Regions from separate parts of the Hordeum vulgare genome. Here region 2 is linked to region 1. The links are chromatin contacts, called in public Hi-C maps. All regions are on one chromosome and are shown on one strand. The core of a region is the stretch at or near the end of the contact, and the rest is flanking DNA. Distances in the headings are between cores, read along the strand shown.

Evidence for each region. Hi-C and Micro-C count contacts between places; a contact is called where the count stands out from the background.
Region 2: a contact with region 1 is called in a Hi-C map of seedling, with 4 times the contacts expected there. The contact joins the promoter of LOC123408532 here to the enhancer-like site in region 1. A contact is called at or near these places in 2 of 6 Hi-C or Micro-C datasets (leaf and seedling) and 1 of 1 datasets of contacts at active chromatin or transcription factors (embryo).

The regions. Positions count from the first base shown.
Region 1 is chr7H:544,490,535-544,497,265 of MorexV3_pseudomolecules_assembly, forward strand. No RefSeq gene overlaps it. Among protein-coding and RNA genes, the nearest start is that of LOC123412109, 11 kb to the left of the region's middle. Within about 2 kb of position 3,752, at least 1 of the 3 cell types and tissues checked has open chromatin away from gene starts, as enhancers often do. A contact at or near this core is called in seedling, where this site is marked.
Region 2 is chr7H:544,898,143-544,904,940 of MorexV3_pseudomolecules_assembly, forward strand. It overlaps LOC123408532, which reads left to right and starts at 2,670. Exons shown (of 3, transcript XM_045101618.1): 1 at 2,670-2,892; 2 at 3,577-3,909; 3 at 3,977-6,468. The coding sequence starts at 3,590. The coding sequence ends at 5,879.

The DNA.
Region 1 (6,731 bases), core at 2,502-5,001:
TGGATGACAACGGTAGCGACCTCTGAGAGTGCATTGGACAGGTGTGTGCCCCGTACCCATCATGAGGCTTGGTTGGGGCCTCTCACTTTAGATGTTATGCTTTGGTGTGAGGTCTGTTTGGTATTCGACTCAGATAATCGACACCCCTTCATCAAGTGGTTAACTGTAGCGACATGTATTATCACGATGATAGCTTCAGACTTACTGACATATTACTTTACAAAATCTTTATAAATAATAAATAAAATGACTTCATGCAGAGGCAAATGTTGGGGTTATCCTTTTCTTTAAATGTCTGATGTGGTATTCTTTGTGCAAGCATACGCTGCCAAAGTACTTCAACAAGGAGTCGAAGACTGAACATTTTCTTCTAGTCTCATGTGCAGTTGGTTTTTCCAAGCGAAAATGATATTTTTCTTTTTTTGTGAGAATCACTTAGCGAAAATGATGCAACCAGTATAAGATCGATGGATCCTTCTTGGACTCCACTATGCAGCGGCGTTGCACGTGCGCCTTGCCGTGCATGGCCCAACTAATCATCAATGTAATGTAAAATTAGTGTGTTTCTAAAATTAATGTCTTTCCTCCTGTTGTTTTACTTGAAAAAGCCCGAAATCCACGCTATATCTCTCTTATGCATGCACGCAATCTCTCTTATGCATGCCTGATGAACGTTAAAAGGTTTAATCTCTAAAACAGTTAATTTGATGGACGTTTTGTTTTCACCATTGACTTTGTTGTAACGAGATCTTGGATACTAGATCCCATGTTGACATATTTTGACCTCAAAAAAATCTGTTCGTACTTGCCACATTGTTGCATTTACTTGTCATATTTTTAAACACTCAATTGTCTGACAATAAATAAATTAATTGCCATATTTTTGCAATTGCATGTAAAATATGACACCTTGATTGAATTAAATTGCAAGCACACAAAGATCTTTTTTTGGCAATGACATGTAAAAAGTTGACAACTCATCATATTTAAAATTGTCAAGCACAATAAATCATTATTGGCAATCATCTGTAAACATGACAAAAATTGCATAGTTATAGCTAGCAAAGGACAACAAATCATTTGTGGCAATTACTTATAATAAAAATGACAATTCGAGATAGTTAAACTGGCAAGTACATCTATGACATTGTTTTGAAAAAGCTATCTTTGATATGCATGGAGATTGAGAGGTGATAGTACAAAAAAAATGATGAGAGTTTTTAAATGTAGCTAATTAGCTCCCTACCTTTAGCAAATGCGAGTAGGTGAGTAGCAAAATAAACAAAACGTAGTGTACCATAACATTGTAGTGTTTAACATAAAGTACTGTAGCTAGAACATATGCACACATATGACACGGGCAGGGCCACCGCATGCAAATGTGGATGTGTGCGCCCGTCCACCGCACGAGAAGAACACGACGCGATGTCTTTAATTTAGATTTTTTTCCATCCTTTCTTTAGGAGTGCGACTTTTTGGAGGACGGGCTCCTTGGAGCCCTTTTTTCAAAAAAGTCAAAATTGGTACTTTTAAGTTTCGAAAAAAAATCAAAATAAATCCTGTAAAAACTTATACATATTTTTGACGGATATGTAAAATTTCATTCAAAGATATTATGATTTGCAGGCTGTACAAACAAAACAAAATACAGCCCAAGAATAAAGTTTTTTTGGCCTATTGCCATGAATGTACTCGTCTTTTTTGTCTACACCACATATGAAACTATATTATTACAAAAAAAAATCAAACGTGTTATACATATACTTCTATATGTATAAAAAAAATTCAACTTTTTAAGCTGTGGAATATGTTATATTAAATCAGGCTCCATGAAGCCGGTCCACTATTCGGGATATTCGCAATATTTATCCGTTATTAGGAGAGGCAACATTTCGGCACAGATGAACCCTCCCCTAACGGGCCTCAATAAAAATATATTCAATCCCGCAATCATGTTAAGCGTGAGACATCCTACTCCGTGCATAGGGTGGCGCGTGCAACAAATGGATTTCATAAACATTCACTAATTTAAAACAATCACAAATTTTAAAAATTGATCCCAAATAACAAAAACTATCATGAATTTTATAACTTTTCATAAATCGGAAAAAAATCCACAGATTTCGAAAAAAATAGTGAATTTAAAAATTCTTCTTGGATTGAAATATGCTAATAGTTTCGTCAAAAGAAGTGGCAAATTTAAAAAATATCCATAGATTTCTAAAATTGAGAATAATATTTGATTTGAGAAGTTCTTCCAAATTTGAAAAAATGCTCACAAATTTAGAAATCTTTCAAACTAATAAAATATTCATGCATTTTAAAAACAATTACTGTATTTATAAAATTGGTTCTAATTTACAAAATAATGAACTAAAAAATTTCCACAGATTTAAAAATTATTCTTGGATTTTAAAAACTGTTTAAAATTCAAAAACTATTTTTTCTCCTATCTGTATTACTTTTTACTCAAACACATGTATCTAACATTGAAATATATCTAGATATATCGACTGGAGCGACAAGTAATATGTATGGGACGGAGTAACTAATTTGTAAAATATTTCCAAAATTCAGAAAATGTTCAAAGACTTAAATGAGCCTGCTTGTTAGAAATATGTCTGGCCTCAAGCGAGACAGTTGGATGACTCGTTGAAGGCAGCCATCCGATTGCGTCGGCCTAGCGCAGTCACGGGGCTTTCAGCTCTTATATTTACTAAACTGTTTTGTAAGATTATTTTTATTTTCCTTATAATTCAAAATATTCCAAGTATTTTTATTATAAAAGTTACTTTATATACAAAAATGCATTCTTTAATAATACAATTAAAACATGTTAAACGTGTGTACAAAAATGTACAATGCATACGGAAAAGTTAAAAATAAAAATTGATTTGTTTTTAATTTTTAAACATGCATACATAAAATCTTAAATGTGTATGATAAACATGTAACATATACAAAAGTGTACACTGTATATAGGGAAAGTAGACTTAAAAATATTTTACAACAGTTAATCTTATATATTTAGAAAATGTTAAACGTGTATATGTTTTTTCTCTGATTTATAAAAAATTTAAAATGTAAGAAAATATATACATCAAAACCTGTATGTTTAAAAATGGAATTTGGAATATTTTAAACCTGTATATATACTGTTCCTGATACTAAAACGTTATTTATGAAAACATAGGCATAAAAAATATAGTTGTTTTCGAAACTTAATTGTGTATTTTCAACATAATAAATGTGTGTATAAGAGAATTCCTGGTTTATATATACAATGGGTATAAAAAACATAGACATCAAAATATATATGTTTTAGAAAATGGTAATCATGTATCTCGAAAATATTAAATGAGTATTTATAAATTGCTCCTAGTGTATAAGAAAAATTACAAAGAAAACCTATAAAAACAAAAGGTAAATAAAAAACCAGTAAAAATCAAAAAAGAATGAAAAATATTAAAGAAAGAGAGAGAGAAAAAAGATGAGATACGAGAGAAAGAAACAGCAGGAAAACAAAAAAAACAGAGAAACGATAAAGAACCAAGAAAATGGGAAAGAAAAAAAGAAATAAAAGAAAAAAAGAGAGAAAGAAAACCTAACTAAGCCCACGCAGATGCTATCAACCGAGCGAACCAAAAGCAAGACAGACAAATAAATCCTAAATAGACCGGCCCAGAAATCAATAGACAGAAAGAAAATCCTTTAGGGTCACAAGTTATCATAGTGCGCTGAGCAAGATATAACTCTCGCGCTGCGCGGGGGGGCTCTTTACGGGTCACTTTTGTTAGCCGGGAGGCCTCTAAGTCATGCGTCGAGCTGCTGCCACCTGCCGTGTGCTATCCCTCTAGATATATTTTTACTTGTTTTCATAATTTAGATGGTTACATTTTTCGGGTTTTTTGGTTGTTGAGTTTTGCGTATTTATCTTGGTTTTCTTAGGTTTTGGAGGGAATAAAATTGTTTTTCTTTGTGAATCACATTTGTGATTCTAGGAAAGTAATTTTGTTTGTTGTTTGTCATGGAAGCACATATTTGATTTCATGAAAAGCACAACCTATGGTTCCATCAGATGCACAACATATGTTTTCACAAGAAGCAAATTTGTGCTTACACGAGAAGCATATTTCTGCTTCTAGACTTGCTTCCCCGAAAAAGGGAAAAATCATAGCTTGTAATTTCTCAAAAAAGAGAAAATCACAACCATGCCATCCCGCTCTATTTTTTTCTTCTTTTTTGGGTATTTGTTCTTAAAAAATCATCAAGACCTATTAACAGATAATCCAGTTTTAAATATGTTGACGTGAGAAATTCAACGGTAAAATAATTCATTATTTAAACACATGGCTCAATATGTAAAATGTTTTAAATAAATGAATATACAAAGAAAAAATTCCTTGTTTGCGCACGGCCCAATATGTAAAATGTTTTAAGTAAACGCACATACATTGTTGCACTTGTCAAATCCCGGGATGGTGGATGCTGACCTGGTACTTATCTTTGAAAGGGGTATACACGACCCTACCTGTGGAATAGGATCTGAATTTATGGAGCTCCTATTCGCCGCATTATGTGGCAAACATACCTCCCTTCGCACAGGGATCAATCGAGTGGCCAGCCCATTTTGAGTTGAACAAACCGAGCTGTCCGGCAAAAAAAGCAAAATAACATTGCGTCATGCGAGACAGGATTCAAACTACAAAGTTCCTGTTTGTACATGAGTCCGGCTAACCCATTCACCGATCGAACGTTGTTAACATAATGAGCAGAGTGAACTATGAAGTATCTCTTTGTCTTAAAATAAGTAACTCAACTTTACAGAGTGAACTATGAACTACAAAGTTAGTACAAAGTTGAGTCACTTATTTTGGACGGAGGGAGTACTATATTTCGCAGCGTAATCTGGACATTCCTTAATACTTGCAAAAAAAGTTTCAAATTTCGAACATTTTAATTAAGTGCAGAATAATTTTAACAAATGTGAACGAATTTTGATATTTCACATCATCTTTTCCAACTATGAACAAAGTTTCAACTTCCTGAACATTTTTCCTAAAACGTGAACACCTTTTGATTTATAAACAAAACTCGAAAAATGGAGCATCATTTATAATTGTAAAAAAACTATTTGAAACTAAAAAAATAAAATTTTCAGAACATTCTTTAAACACGAACATTTGTCAAAGTTCTAGAACATGTTTGAAAATGTTAATATTTTTTGAAATGGTGAACAACGTTTGAAACTAGGGACAAAGTTTTAGATTCAGAACAAAATTTTAGACTGAGAATAATTGGAAAATCTTGATTTTTTTAGAAATGCGAACATTTTCTATATAGGTGAACAAAAATTGAAACCGAATTGTTTTTCAAAAAATTTGAAGTTTTTTAAATTTGTTAACAAAATTAAAAAACAGAAACAACTTTTGAATATGTGAACAAAAATTTGAAAAGAAGAACATTTTATGAATTTTGTGAACAATTTAAGATAATAGAAACATTTGTTGAAATCCTTCTCATTATTTGAAAGTTCTGAGCAATTTTCGAAAAATAAGAACATTTTTTAAAATATTGGCACATTTTTTCAAAATGCAATCATTATTTGAATTTACTAAACATGTGAACTGATCATTTTTTGAAAATTATGACATTTTTTAAATAATACAAATAATTTTTTGAAATGCCCAAACAATTTTTTCAAAACTCTCTTCTTCAAAAAGGGAGCAAAAGCATTCGCAATATTTTTTGATGAACAAGAGATTTTTTTGAAGTTATGAATAGTTTTAATAAAACAAAAATTATTTGAAATTTTGAATATTTTAGAAAAAGAACATTTTTCGAATTTTAGGACCAATTTTCAACATGAATTTAGTTCAAAAAATATAAAGTGACCTCGAAAAAGAAAAAGGAAAAAAGTAGAAAAAAGGAAAAAAAAAGGAAAGAAGAAAAAGAAAAAGAAACAGAAACAGAAACAAAAAAAAAGAATCAGAAGTAAAAAAAAAATCGGTTCGGAAAACTTTCTATAAGGTCCTCAAAACTGGTTGGCTAGTTGTGGTTATATGTGCACTGTTTACGTAAAACTTGGCCGTCCCATCGCACCATGGCATTCGAAAGTATCATGAATCTGAAAAATGAAAAAAGACAAGGCAACTACGATGGTGTTTCTTTACCTAAAGACTAGACTAAAAAATCCCTTTTAGTTCCTAGGTAAAGAAACAGGAGGGACTTTTTTTTAAGGGACTAAAAAAAGACTTTATTTAAAGGACTTTTTTCTTCAATACTTAAGATTAAAAAAAAAATCTAGTCCCTTCAAAGAAACACCACCTACAGGAGTACAAGACGAGAAGACAAGACCGTGCCGTATGCACGAACTACATACACACGTGTTCACCGGCACTTAGAACGTGTCTTCGCGCGTCCGCAAAATCTCGACCATGCACCACTGAAGACGTGGAACCACTTAAAACCAAATTATAAAAGAAAAAGTCAAAAAATAGGAGCGCACTACCGCCTGCTACGCAAACATGAGCACAAGAAACACCTTCTTCTAGGCAGCAAAGCCATCATCCACACCACACCAAACGACACGGCCGCAGGGGCGAACCCACGTTGATGTGAGTGGGGGCCATGGCCCCCACTCAAGTTTTGTAAATCCTGCAGTATTTGGTTGTATTTTTAGAAAATAAATACGAAAACTCTATAAATTATACAAAATGTACCAAAATATG
Region 2 (6,798 bases), core at 1,420-3,919, 410 kb after region 1:
TTTATAAATTAGTGTATTTTTGGCTCATGAATTTTTTTCAATTTCGTGACCAGTTTTTAAGTGCATGGATTTAGATCTAAACTTGTTTTCAAACTTCACAAGCACTTTTAAAGTTTTATGAATTTTTTTCAGATTGGTGAACTTATTCTAAATTTTAGATCTGACTTTTTTCGTTTATGAACTTTTTTCTATTTTCTGTGAACTTTTTTCAAAAATCATTTCAAATCCTTGAACTATTCATATTTCCAAGACATTTCTCAAATTTGTGTAATATTTTTCCTTTTCATGAACTTTTCCATATATGCACAATTTGTTTCGAAAAATTATGAACTGTTTTCAAATTTATGTTTTTCTTAATATTTATGATTATTTACAAAAGGCAGCGATCAACTGTGATGTGAACCAATTAGAACAAGGGGACGAACAAGCGCATCGACAAGTTTTTTCTCACATAGTTTCGTCGATGTGTTGATGTCGTTCGAACTTCACGTTCTCGAAGGAAGAATTGTTGGCCCGACTCGATGACCGTCTTGTTCGAGTGCCAGTAGCCTAAACCAGCGATGAGAGCGACATTTAGGCCGTCTTTGTTTCGTAGGATTTTGAAAGCACAGGACTAGGAAAAGTATAGGGTAGAAGTGCGATGCCCACTTGAATTCTATAGTATTAGCAGGAGCGTTTGATGCCTCAAGAAAAATGAAGAAATGTAAAAAAAAGATTGGAGTGGATGTTAGATTTCCTATAAAATGTAGTAAAAAAATTTCATAGAAAAACTCCTATAGGATCAAACCCTATAAATCAAAGGACCAACGCAGGAATAATTTCTAAGGAGTTCAATCAACCAAAAATCCTATAGGATTCCTTTAAACTAAAGAGGCCCTTAGAAGCCCTCAAATTAAGGATCATACGTGAAGGATGGGAGCTAGTTTACTATGTTTTATAGGGATGAGTTCGAGGGCCGTTGCACTTTTGCCTCAGGCGTTGCTGCCTAATGGGCTGAATACTCATCCCATGACAAACGACGCATTTGTTCTTGCCATCATAGTTTTAAAAACCGATTCGATAATCGAACCGGGAAGGTTGGTGGTTCAGGTTTTCACCGGTCGGACCATCGATTCATCGGTTCGATTGTCGTTTTTTAAAGAATAAAATAATAAATATTTAATCAATAAACACAACAGTGAATAGATGAAATAATATATATTTTATCAACAAATACACCAATCAATAATATATCAAGGAGAAAGCTCCCAATGGAGTGAACCCTACCAAAAGAGGTTTTTTCCTTTATCGATTCTACCCTCACCTTATACGCACAAAAACAAGTCAGCAAAGGGGTTTTCTATCATTAACACTGAACCGTCGGTTTTCCATGAACCGCCGGTTTGGTCGTTTTTTTTTCTGGTTTGATTGCGAGACGGTTCACTACGCCTAAAAAACTGTTGGAATTGCCGGTTTCGAGTTTTTTCGGTCCGACCACCGGCCCGGTCCGGTATTTTGAACTATGTTTGCCATATGGTCAGCACGGTATCCCGTTACGTTAGAGCTATACCTCTCCTGTACAGATTCCTAAGAGGAATCGCCTATGGACGGACGCCTATTGCGCTGGCCCATTAGCAGTTGTCACTCGAGTCTTTGCACGTTCGTGTCCGGTTGCTGCGTTTGGTGTTTCTTCGCTTTTTTCCTTTCTAATTTACTTTTGTATTTTACCAGTTTCCTTTTGGTATTTCTACGTTTTGTTTCATTTTTCTTTAGCTTTTAGAGGTTTTCTTTTGTTTTTCTTCTTTTAGTCTCATACGTTGGTTTTCTTTTTAGTTTTTTAGGTTTTTCCTTTTTCTTTTTTTGTTTCTTTGTTGATTTATGTTTTTATTTTTTTCACACATGTCTATTTTTTTACCTTTTTCTAACACATGTCTACTTTTTTTTGCGTATGTTGTACGTTTTTTATACATGTAAACAATTTTTTATACTTGATATTTTTTACAAATAAATATTCAACATTTTTATAAAAATATGTTTTGAAAATTATGTTAATCATTTTTTGAAATAAGTACTAAAACCTTTTTTCATGAAGAAACATATTTTTAACTATGCAAACATTTTGATACACTTTATAAACATTTTTTGAAAATGTCATGATCACATTTTGAAAACTTGTGCAGAAATTTTAAAATGTGACTTAGATTAATTTGAATGTATGAATCATTTCTTTTGAATCAAAAAAATGTTTTTAAATAGGGTAAACATTTTTTTAAATTTCAAATAAATATTTTTCAAATGAGAAATTAGTTAATTTTCACAATTTTTTATACACATGATTAATATCTTTTTTTTATTCATGTTACATTTTGCCGGTACATTAGAAACCTTTTTTAATACACATTTAAATTTTCTCAGTTACGAGTTAAATAATTTTTAAAATATATGTAATATTACGTTATACATTAGAAAAATAAAATAAAAGTATGAAGGAAAACCTGAAAAACAAAAATAAAAAACACATTGTCAATGTTACGGCAGCGCAGAGCGGGATGTGGTTACGGGGCCGGGCCAGTTCGGGCTCCCTGAAGGCTGAAAGCCCGGCCCTCGGATCGCCAAGCCTTTGCACCACGTGGCACGTGCACGAGTACATTGCGTTAACCGTATGTACCCACGGCGTGTGCATGACACGTAGGGCCGAGCGCGCAAACCCTAGATCCAGAGCCGCGGACAAGACACACACCGCCTCATCTCTCGAGCCTTGGGAAGTTTGTGCCCGTGGCCACCGCCGGCCATCCACCTCGCAAGTCGGCCCTCGCCAGGACTCCGCCGTACTTTCCCGAGGTTGAGGCCCGCCGGCCGCCGCGGCCTCGCCCCCACACCTGCCGGCGCCCCACCACCGCAGGCCGTTTCCTGGTAATGATGCCTGGATTGGTTACCAGTTTCTTTTATTCGGTACTGTATATGCTTGCAATTGCCACGACTGATGCAAAAATCAGCTGAAATCAAGCGAGCACTGAGTCTGAAAGTAATAAAAAGCATAAAACACCGTCGTTTTTACAACTTGTTAGCATCCCTAGTTCAGCCATCACTTGGTGATCTGCCGAGAACTCTGTGGTTTGCTCTGCTCTCAATTCAATTACATCATTATATTATATGCCCTGTACTTGCACATGCTCATGCTTTATGGAGCCAGCAGTGAAAAACTGAACTAGTGTGCTTAAACCTCACATGTGTACAGCCCTTGCTTCCAGACCACCCACCAATTTGGTCATACTTTAACACTCAGATCACTTAAGTCACCTTATCTGTCTTTCGCAAAAGGGAAAATAACAGAGAATCACCCTTTTGATTATTATAATTGATTGAGTTATCATTCACACCCTCGTAATGTTCCCTGCATGAAATTTCATGTAGAAAACGCAATGACCTAATTTTTTAAAGCTTTGAGGCAAGTTGTTTTGTTGGAAAATTTCCTTATATCGTAGAAAATGCTCAAACAACCAACTGAGCAACTACTACTCAAAGTTGCCTTGCTGGCTAAAGCTCTGTTCTACTTCTTACAGTTGCCTAATTTTTGTATTCATCTCATCTTGTTAGGAAACAGAAGCTCATGGGGACGGGACAAATTGTGGGTGTTCTTCAGATAGGTGGCGAATTCACCACAGATGCTGATGGGCTTATGTCCTATTCTGGTGGAGAGGCACATGCAATGCTTATCAAAAGTGACTGGACTTTCAGTGCATTTAAGCATGAGATATCTTCAACGCTTAATAATCTCAAGGTCGACCAGTTCTTGTTCAAGTATTTCCTCCCAAAGAATAATAGGACCTTGATTTCTATTTCCAATGACAAGGACCTACGTCGCATGGTTGAATTCCATGCAGAGTCGGAGACGACATACATTTATGTCATAAAGAAGGTCGACAACAGGTACCTTTCTGAACATCAATTGTTTTTTCCACTTGCATTGCCAAAATGACAAATGAAATATTTACAGTGCAAAGAGCGTTGTTGCTGACTCGGCCACTCCTACACATGCAATTGCCGTTGTCCCAACGACTCCGGATGGGTCTAAGAGACAAAAGGTGTGCGCAGAGTGGAAGGATGTGATCACTGGAGTCGGCCAAGTATTTGAAAGCCCCAAGGATTTCCGTGATGCCTTGCATAAGTATGCCATTGCACATAGGTTCCATTACAGATTTATCAAGAATGACTCAACTCGTGTTACTGCAGAATGTACTGGTGAAGATTGCCCATGGCGGATACATGCTTCCAAGTCTCCTGCCAATATAGATTTCATGATCAAGAAAATATCTGAAACCCACACCTGTGAATCTGAAACTGTGAAAAGTCATCGTTTGGCGTCACAACGATGGGTTGCTAGTGTTATAAAGGAAAAGTTACGTGATAGCCCACACTACAGGCCAAGAGACATTGCAAATGATCTCCAACAGGAGTATGGATTGTGCCTAAATTACTCGCAGGCTTGGCGTGGAAGATCAATTGCTCAGAAAGAACTTTATAGTGCACATGATGAGGCATGCATCCAGCTACCATTGTTTTGTGAAAGTATTAAGGAAACAAACCCTGGAAGTGTGGCAACAGTGGTAACTATGGAAGATTCAAAATTCTGTTTCTTTGTTGCTTTCCATGCATCGCTTTATGGTTTTGAGCATGGGTGCAGGCCACTCCTTTTCCTTGATGCAGTATCTGCAAAATCGAATAAGCAATGGAAGTTACTGACTGCTACTTCAGTTGATGGACAAGGGGATGTGTTCCCAGTTGCATTCACTGTAGTGGACAACGAGAGCCGTGAAAATTGGCATTGGTTTCTTGAGCAACTAAAATATTCACTGTCGGCATCTCATGACATAACATTCATATCTAATGGAGAAAATGGATTATGGGATGAAGTACCATTGGTGTTCCCTGACAGTCATCATGGATATTGCATGGACTTCCTTATTGGAGCATTTAAGAGGCAATTGGACGATGCGTGGACTGAAGAAGTAAGAGATGCTATGGTTGAGCTTCTTAAGAGGGCCATATTTTCATGCACAGTTGATGAGTTCAATCTGTGTATGGAGCAAATTAAAAGTGAATCTGATAAGCTTGCTGAATGGCTTTTGGAGATCAAACCTGAGCGGTGGTCAGATGCCTTTTTCATGGGGTCGCGGTATGGTCAGTATTCATGCAATATTTCCAGCACTGTTCTTGACTGGATCCCCCCAAGACATGAGCTTCCCGTTGTGCAGTTGGTTGACACAATAAGATGCAAGCTCATGGATATGATGTACACACGCAGAGAGTCTGCTAATGAATGGCCTGATGGATTAACGCCTGTAGCTAACCAGAAATTGCAGGAAGAAGTGAGCAAAGCTCACTCACTGAATGTTATGCCCACAGAAAGTGATGGCGATGGTAATTTGTTCAAGGTATGCGATGACTCAGTTAATGTTGTCAACATTGAGAAGTTTGACTGCACCTGCCGAAAGTGGAATGTTTCTGGGTTGCCATGCATGCATGCAATTGCAGTATTTGAGCACACTGGGCAATATGCATATGACTACTGTGTACAGTATTTCACGACGAAATGTTACCGCTCGACCTATTCAATGTCCATAAATCCGATACCTGATGTTATTCTGGGTCCTACTACATCAACGGACAATTGTCAGAGTCTAGCGACATTCCCGTTCCCAATTCGAACTCGTCGACGGGTTGGCAGGCCGAAAGAGAAACCAGCTGATCCGCGCATCACAATTAAAAGGGCAGTGCGCTGCAGCAGATGTAAAGGTTATGGTCACAACAAAGCAACTTGCAAAATTCCTATCAGCGGCGAAGCCTTGCCTGCCTTGCCTGCCTTGCCACCAGCTGAGCTCTCCGATGTACACAATTAAGGTGGAGAATTACTCTTGATGTTCCCTGTAAGCAAATGCTTCTATTTCTTTCTTTGGGAACCTGTGACATGGTAGTTGCTTCTAGCCAAGTTGCTCTGTATTCACTGTTTTGCTTAGGCTAGCGACATTTGTTTAGTAAATTAAACATTGTGATGTTCACCATTGCAGAAACTGGGGAAATTCTGCCATGTTCCGATGCCCAGTCTATGTGTTGTTGTATTTATCTTTCCTCCTGCCGTGGGTCTGTCTTACCATTTCAAGCAAGGCAAGAAATGCGTCATAACTCATAACTTCAGGTTGAATTTTTGGTGCATTTGAATTGCAGTTGATAATGCTCGGGCATTTATATTGTGCCGGAAGAAATTTCTTAGTTATTATGCCTGAAGCAATTTCTTGTTTCTTGTGCAACATGGGCCATATTTTAGGGTAGTCTATTTGCCATCTTTATATATTTTAGCATCGTATTGAGCCAGTAAATATATATGCTGTTTTAACGCATTTGAATTTATGGACTGGAAGTCAGAGGTTATTAATTTGCTGCTTGTAAGCGGAAGAGCATTCATTGCAGCGTTTGAACTGTTTTGGTCAAGTACAACCTGAATGGGTGATCCTCTTGTTTTGTTTGTTGCCAAATAGTATTTGGCTGCATATGGATCCGTTGCTGTTGCCTTACATATTGTTGCCAAAATTTTGGGCCAGCCCAGGAGAGAGGATTCCTTCACCAAATAACTGGCGAGCTAGTATTGACAGGCACGCTGTCGGGACCCCGATCCTAAGCCATAGAAATCCAGCCTGTAACACATCGCATCCTTTTGCGGTCTCACGCACGGTTAACCCCACGGTTGCCACCTTACCTTAGCCGGGACCGTTTGCGCCTTTTGACTCACGTATGCAATTGTGTTGCTAGCATTCCATGTCA